Regions from separate parts of the Mus musculus genome. Here region 2 is linked to region 1. The links are chromatin contacts, called in public promoter capture Hi-C maps. All regions are on one chromosome and are shown on one strand. The core of a region is the stretch at or near the end of the contact, and the rest is flanking DNA. Distances in the headings are between cores, read along the strand shown.

The links. Promoter capture Hi-C pulls out the DNA fragments that hold promoters and counts their contacts.
Region 2: a contact with region 1 is called in a promoter capture Hi-C map of embryonic stem cells, with 5 times the contacts expected there. A contact is called at or near these places in 2 of 39 promoter capture datasets (embryonic stem cells and hippocampal neurons), 4 of 130 datasets of targeted methods (astrocytes, embryonic stem cells and stem cell-derived neural progenitor cells) and 1 of 9 other capture datasets (liver).

What each region holds. Positions count from the first base shown.
Region 1 is chr19:4,123,733-4,127,514 of GRCm38.p6, reverse strand. Tmem134 (transmembrane protein 134) reads right to left here and starts at 1,555. Exons shown (of 8, transcript NM_001078649.1): 1 at 1,475-1,555; 2 at 1,315-1,473; 3 at 394-458. The coding sequence starts at 1,489. It also overlaps a transcript of Aip not described here.
Region 2 is chr19:6,932,738-6,936,467 of GRCm38.p6, reverse strand. Kcnk4 (potassium channel, subfamily K, member 4) reads left to right here and starts at 1,953. Exons shown (of 7, transcript NM_008431.3): 1 at 1,953-2,120; 2 at 3,500-3,730. The coding sequence starts at 3,577.

The sequences.
Region 1 (3,782 bases), core at 306-2,805:
ATAAAGAGAGGGACAGAAGCTGAGAGATAAACTCAAGGTGTATCTAGGGACTGAGGTTAACCCCTGCAGGATAGAGGGTCCAGAAGGAGGTCAAGGGTAGGGGGTGAAAAGGAATTACAGAATAGAGTGTGTGTTAAGAGGAATGAAAGAGGGTGGGGACTGGATTAAACTGAGGATTCCTAGAAGACAGAAAGCCTGGCATTGATAAGGTGGAGGACCGGGGCACTGGGGTAAGGTGACCCAGCTGGACAGCAGATCCCATGAGAGAAGCAGGGCTAGGAATCCCTGTAAGACAGGTAAGTGCATCTGGTTGGGACTGGGCAGGTCCTTGCAGACAGGAGCCTGAGACACGGGGCCTGGGATAAGAAGGGTGGGTCCCCACCTGGCCCTGACCTGGTGCTGACTCCCCCATCCGGCTCCGGAGAGGCCTGGGCTCCGTCCTCATCATTTTCCAGGTTCTGTTACAGGACATAAGGTTCAGATAAGCTTCAGGAATGGGCCTTTCCACTGCCCTCTGGGGGGAGGAGAAAGGCAGCCTGACAGCTTCTGCCTGGCACATCTGGCAGCTGCTCTCCTGCCTCTCCCTGCCCTCCCAGCGGAACCGGTTTGATGATTCAGAAACCAAAACCTGGGTAGGAAGTAGGTGGCTGTTGGGGGCTTCAGCACAGAATCCAGCAGGGGTGGGCTGCCAGCATGGATCCCAGGAGCAGGTGACCACTCAAATGAGGCTCTCAGGATTTTTCAGGGACCCAACATAGAGACTTTGGATTTGGTATAGCATAGCACAGGCCTCTGGGTCTTACGTCCTAAAGAACGATAGGGTTGGGGGAAGCTACCTGAGACAATGATTTATGGTGTGGTTTAGTATGAAGAGATGGGCAAACACATCATGTGTGGGGACCTCCACTTTTAGGGTGATTCTCAAAGCAGAGGGGATGCGGAGGCTCCATAGGTCACGTGATCTGGGGCTCAAGGGATGCTGTAAATATCGACAAGGTCTGGTTCAGATTGGAAGTACTCCCCAAACTCCTCGGAGTGATATTGGGGTGTCAGTCTTCAAGACAGGTGGGTTCTACACTGTTGCTAAGGCCTGGGTTCCTAGTCCGAGTTTCCGGCTCTCCACAGCTGCACTGGAACCGAACTCAGAGCTCAGAGGGCAAGGACATAAATCTGGATGAGCAGACACGTCTAGGGGACAATTTTCCGCTCCGCTGGGGTCTCTAGGCAGAGGCTCCGGAGTTAGAATTCTCCGGGGCCCGGCCTGGGGTTCCGCCCTATCCTGGACAAGAGGGTGAGACGAGCAGGGCCGTTCACCTGGTAGCGTAGCCGGGACTGCTTGTCTTCATCAGCCACCTCGAACCGAGCCCGGCGTTCGAAGTGCAGCGGCCCGAAGCGGGCGACCCCGCTGGACTCGGGCTCAGGCCCCGCGTCCTCCAGGGTCAGCTCGAAGGCATCATCGATGCTAAACTGGGGGCCGGGCGGCGCTCATGGCCCCCGCCGGCCTAGGCGCCCAGCGCCGCCGCCATTTGAGCCCGCCACGGCCCCGCCCACCAAACAGGGCCCGCCCTCACAGGGCCCGCCCCGTCTCCCTGGGAGCGAAGATCTGCCCTCTACAACCGCCCCGCCCTTGCCCGCTCCTCCTCTGCAGGCCTGAGCAGCAGAATGCAGAGTTGCTTCGGGATCGCGTCAGAGTCTCGCGGGTAGCGGGACTCGCGGCGCCCCCCAGAGGTTCCCTTGGTGAGCGACAGCCCCGGCTGTGACCAGGACCGATCTAAGCTTGTGCTTGTAAGGGAGGGGGGAGGGGAGGAGGGGGGACGGAGGGACGGGGTGTGTGTGGTGTGTGTGTGTGTGTGTGTGACGGGGTGTGTGTGGTGTGTGTGTGTGTGTGTGTGTGTGTGTGTGTGTGACGGGGTGTGTGTGGTGTGTGTGTGTGTGTGTGTGTGTGGTTGCTTTCTCTGCCCAGGGGTGTGAGGTGTGTGTGTGGTTGCGTGGTGTGTGTGTGTGTGTGTGTGTGTGTGTGTGTGGTTGCTTTCTCTGCCCAGGGGTGTGAGGTGTGTGTGTGGTTGCTTTCTCTGCCCAGCAGCTCAAACCTCATGAGGTAGCCTGGATTCCAGTCCGCACTCCAGTGCCATAGAAACTCTTGGACCTGTTCCTCCATCCTACTCACCACAGCTTCCAATGGAGGGGTGTCCTTGTCATTTTTCAGATGTGGACACTGAGGCTCAGAGCTTATATTGTTTTCTCCAATTCAGAATACATGGGGCAGCTAAAGTGATTAAAAAACAATCTTTCTAGCACTGAGTCTGCATTCCCTTCTATCTTTTTTTCTTTTTTTTTTTTGGTTTTCTTGGAAGAGGAGCTCCCTATTTAGCTCACTCTGGCCTTGAATTCCTGATCTTTTTGCCTTAGCTTTTATAGTACTGCTTTCTCTTCAGTGCTCAGGAGTGTTTGGAACTGAATAGATGTATAAATAATAGTAAATATCGGTGGCAGTTTGTCAAAGTGCTACGTCTGAAATTTGAACCCATATCTTTCTAGCTTACAAAGTGTTTGCCCTCCTCCACGTCCAACCGCCCTCACATTTTATGATCTCCCATAAAGAACTGAGTCAACCCAACTTCTCATTTTATGGTTAAAGAGGCTCCTCTCTAGTTGTGGTCATTCATTCCCCCCCCCCCATTCCCTCCATCCCCATCTTCCTCCCCTCCCCTTCTTCTCCCAAGACCTGGCCTCACTGAGTTTCAACCCAGCCTGGCTCTTACGTGGCATTGTCTTCTGTATGGATGTGTTTGCAGTGTACAAACATGGGCTCCTGTATCAAGTGCATTCTGTTGTTTACATTTTTCCATTTTTCCACTCAGTGCTAATGGTTTCCACATGCATCTTGTTTGCTGTTTCTATGAGCTGTAGGCGTGGTACCATTTGGGCTTCCAACACTCAGCTCCGCAGCAGTCAGGCTGAGGTTGGCCTCATGCACACATCACTGTTGTCTCCTGTGAATGGTGGGAGGCCTCCTTTTCCAGCAGGTGGATGTCCAGGTTGTAGGGAGTGTACCTTGGCGATTTCCTGAATTGTGGTGAGGTGACACCTACCCTGAGGCTTCTGGCTTTCTCTCAGACCCGGTGGTTCTGATGGACACAAGCAGATGCTTCTCTCTGTCCTTGTCTCCTTTGCTGGCTGGTGAGGTCTTTCTGACACTGACATCTTCCTTTGTGGCTCTTACCAGGATGGAAATCACTATATGGACAAGCTAGAGGTCTCCTGCCTTGGCCTAATAATGGGATTACAGGCTTACCACTATACATGGTTTCTTTCTTCCTTCTTGCTTCCCCTTTTTCTTCCTTCCTTTCTTCCTCTGTCACACCCTTCCCTCCTTTTCCTTTTTTCTCCTCCCTCCTGCCTTTCCATATGTATTTAATTATTTTCTTTTTGTGTGTGCACAGGAGTCTGTGTGAGCATGCAGATGCATGGCGCATCTGTAGGTCAGAGAACTTTTTTTGGGGGGGGGGGTTGAGACAGGGTTTCTCTGTGTAGCCCTGGCTGTCCAGGAACTCACTCTGTAGACCAGGCTGGCCTTGAACTCAAAAATCCACCTGCTTCTGCCTCCCGAGTGCTGGGATTAAAGGCATGCGCCACCACGCCCGGCTCAGGTCAGAGAACTTAATGGGAGTAGGCACTTTTTGTCCACCATGTGGACTCAGGCGTCTAACTCAGATGGTCTGTTTGAGGCAAATGCCTTTATCAAGCCCTCCCTTTTCTGTTCCCTCTGCCCTTCTCTTTAA
Region 2 (3,730 bases), core at 704-3,203, 2.8 Mb before region 1:
GAGCTAGAGTTAGAGGTTGCTGTGAGTTGCCAGTGCTGGAGACTGAACTTAGTAGGTCTTTTGGAGGAGGAGCAGCAAGTGCTCTTAACTGCTAAGCCATCTCCACAGCCTGGTAGGCATCTTGTCTTCTAATGGATTAAATTAGTTTTGTGGAGGCCTAGTGTGTGTGTGCTGTGCATGTATTTATGTGTGCATACATGGATGGACAGACACACACACACAGGTATAGAGTCAGAAAAACCCATATGGGTTCCAGGAAACAAACTTGGAATTTCAGGCTCGGTGGCAAGCAGCCCTACAAAGCACTGCACCATCTCACTGACCTGAGGCCTGGCTTCTGTCACCACCTCTACTGTGGTCTTCAAGTGTCAAGTTTATGGAAGATCTATAAAGGGTGTGCTTGTGTGGCACAGCCTCCATCTCCTTACCTGGGTATGGGTTAACCCTGATCCCCTGGCTACTTGCATGCTGAGTCAGCTCTTGGTACACAAATCCTACTGCTCCCAAAGGTTTAGTCACTGCCCTGAGTTCCGGACATCCTTGCAGATCTGCCCTGTGGCTCAGGATTGATTATTAGAGCCTGTGACTCCTGTCTATAAACCTGGTGATTCTAGCTCCTTTGAGATCTCAGCCTAGCAGTAAGTCTGCCTTGAAATTCTTTCTTTGGGACTCTCCTGGAGCCAGGTCTACAAGGTCTCCAGAGAGAACAGCAGAGGCTCAGACTTCAGCAGTAAGCTGGACAATCACTTTCGGATGGAAGCAGAATTGCTAACATTTTTAGGGCACTTAATTCTGTGTGCTAGGCTTTAAGCATTTATAAACGCTGACCTCAGCTGGGCAGTGGTGGTTCATGCCCTTAATTCAGCATTTGAGGGGCAGAGAAAGGTGGGTCTCTGTGAATTTGAGGTCAGCCTGAACTAGAGAGCAAGTTTCAGGACAGCTAAGGCTCCAAAAACAAACAAATAACAACGAAAAAAAGAGAAAGAACCAAAGTAAAAACCACTGACTTTGTATGTGTGCACAGGCATTGGTGGTTTGCCTACATGTATGTCTGTGTGAGGGTGTCCCAGACAGTAGTGGGTGCTGGGAACTGAACTCTGGTCTTCTGGAAGAAGAGCCAGTGCTCTTAAAGACGGAGCCATCTCTCCAGCCCCCAAATACTGACTTCCTAAATACTCAAAATCAGCACCCAGAGTTAAGTAATCACCCTTTTACTGTAAGTGGGAACTAGGGAGTTTGGTAACTCACCCTGACCCCCTATCATCTGGGTGGTCACTTAAACATACTGACAATTACCACAAAACCCAGTAATGGTAGGGCACACCTTTAATCCCAGCACTCTGGAGGCAAAGCAGGTGGATCTCTGAATTTGAGACCATCCTAGTCTACAAGACAGCCAGGAGTACACAGAGAAACCCTGTCTCAAAACAAAGCAAAACATCCCAACAACAAAAGTACTGACCACAATAGCATGGGATCTCTGAACGCTACAGGAGAGATTTTGTGGAAATCAGTAAAGAAATGTCTCGAGAAACCAAAAAAAAAAAAAAAAAAAAAAGGATATAAAGAAGAAGAAAGAAGGATAAAGACAGAAGAGGACCCGGCTTTAGCTGTTCAGAAAATGCTAGCACTCTTTCTGCTGGAATTGTCAGGCAGCAGATGGTTGGGGGGGGGGGGTGACCCCAGGGCCTGGAGGATCAGAGATGGGAATGCAGCCTGAGCAAGAGGTGCTCTATCAGTGACTTCCTAGAACTAGGACCCAACCCATTCAGCTGGTTAAATCCAGGTGGCCTCAAAGAGAGCTCCCCGTCTTCCACCCCCACATACCCTCTTCTCCCTGGGGGCCTCTCCCTCACAAGTGCTGAGCCCAAGGCCCAGACTATCCTCATGGGCGGAGAAACGAAGGCTCTTCCCAGTCCAGTAATAGACCTAGAAGATTCCAGGAGATGAGTGTGGCGGCTGTCCTGAGCCCCGGGCCAGCTGATGTCCAGGTTAGGGCAGCGTTGGGGCCCCAATCCCAGCCTGGAAGGTTGGACTTCACGTCGACCCTTCTCTGAGTCTTCTGCCACTCACTGGCCTGGACAAGACAGCATTGGGGAGCCCAGAGGCTGCAGGTGCAGGTAAGGGCTGGGTTCAAGGCGGTTGGTGGCGAGAGCCGGTGGCGAGGGTGCGGCACGTAGGGAGACGCAGCTCTGGTAGGGTTAAGCTCCCAAGGAGGGGGCTTTTGAGGGCGGGAGGAGGGGGGTCCTAGTCAGACGGCCGCCGGCGGCTCGGTCTCTGGGCTGCCGCCGGCACCTCCTTGGCTCAGCCCGCACACCCTCGAGGCGGCGCGGGAGACCTGGCCGCAGCCAAAGCCGCAGCCACAGAGTGGGCAGACAGTAAGTGCGGAGCAGGCGCGGGAATGTGGGCTGGATCTCAGGCCCTGGGAGCTGGGAGAAACCGGCAGGGCGGGACACTTCCCGCGCGTGGATGCCTTCCTCGAGTGGTGTGACCGTGCGTCCCGTCGCCGGTCACGCTCGGAGGCGTCGGCGTAAGGACGCGGGGGAGGTGGTGGGAGCAAGCGGCTGGCGTGCGGTGTCACACGGGTTCCGTGTGTGTATCTGTGTGTGTGTGTACGCGAGCGCGCGCATTCGTGCGCGTGGACCTCTAGGGTAGCTCGGCCCTGCGGGCACGCCCATGGTGGTTAGTTGTGCCAGGGTCTGCCGGAGCGTGGTGCAGTGCTATGCCTGCAGCCTGGGCAGCGCGCGGCTAGAGCTGCAGAATGGAATGTGGCTCAAAGATCTTTGTGGCACATGTAGCAGACTGTGTATATGTATGTGTGTGTGTGCCTGCCATCTCCCGCTGCCCCCTAAGTGACAGCTGTCCCGTGGGCTGCTGTATCCGTGCTGCCCTTCCCACCCTGTGCCTTGCTTCTTCTGGGAACTTTGTGCCCACTTTTCCTTTCCCTGGCTCTGGGCCTTGCCTATACCCTGCAGCCAGATCCGCCTTGGGGTTCCTCGAAAGCCCAGCGGGCGGGTGGGGACCCTGGAAGATCCCCGCCCGGTTGATCCCTGCTAGGCTGGAAGGCAGGAGGGGACAGATGCATCTGAGGAGGCTGCCACAGCCGCACTGAGAGAGCCAAGTATGGACCTGCTATTCCTGTCTCCAGTTCTGCAGGCTCCAGCCTCTTCCTATTTCCCCTGGAACTCCCTAGTCTTCCTTTGGTCTTCTCCAAGGCAGGCACCCTAATGCCTCACAAGTCCCCCATTTTCTCACTCACCCTGCCTGGCTTAGTGTTTTCTTCTTTATCCCACTCTCCTGATGGCTAGGCTCCGGAGGTAAGAGGGAGGCTGGAGGTGGGGGCCTAGGTGTTAGTACCTGGAACCAGAGGCTGTGTGGGGGTTACATCTATGGATAATAAAGCTAGGGGCTCAAAAACTTTGGGGAGTCTAATCTAGAGAAGGAGGGTGTGGATGTATGGATCTCTTCGTGACCCCATAATCCTTGGTTTGGCCTGCAGTGACCACTGCTCCCCAGGAGCTCCCTGCTCCTTCTTCCCAGGCAGGAAGTGGAGCTGGACCTGCCTCTGGAAGGACCATGCGCAGCACCACACTCCTGGCTCTGCTGGCACTGGTGCTGCTTTACTTGGTATCTGGGGCTCTAGTGTTCCAGGCTCTGGAGCAGCCTCACGAGCAGCAGGCTCAGAAGAAAATGGATCATGGCCGAGACCAGTTTCTGAGGGACCATCCCT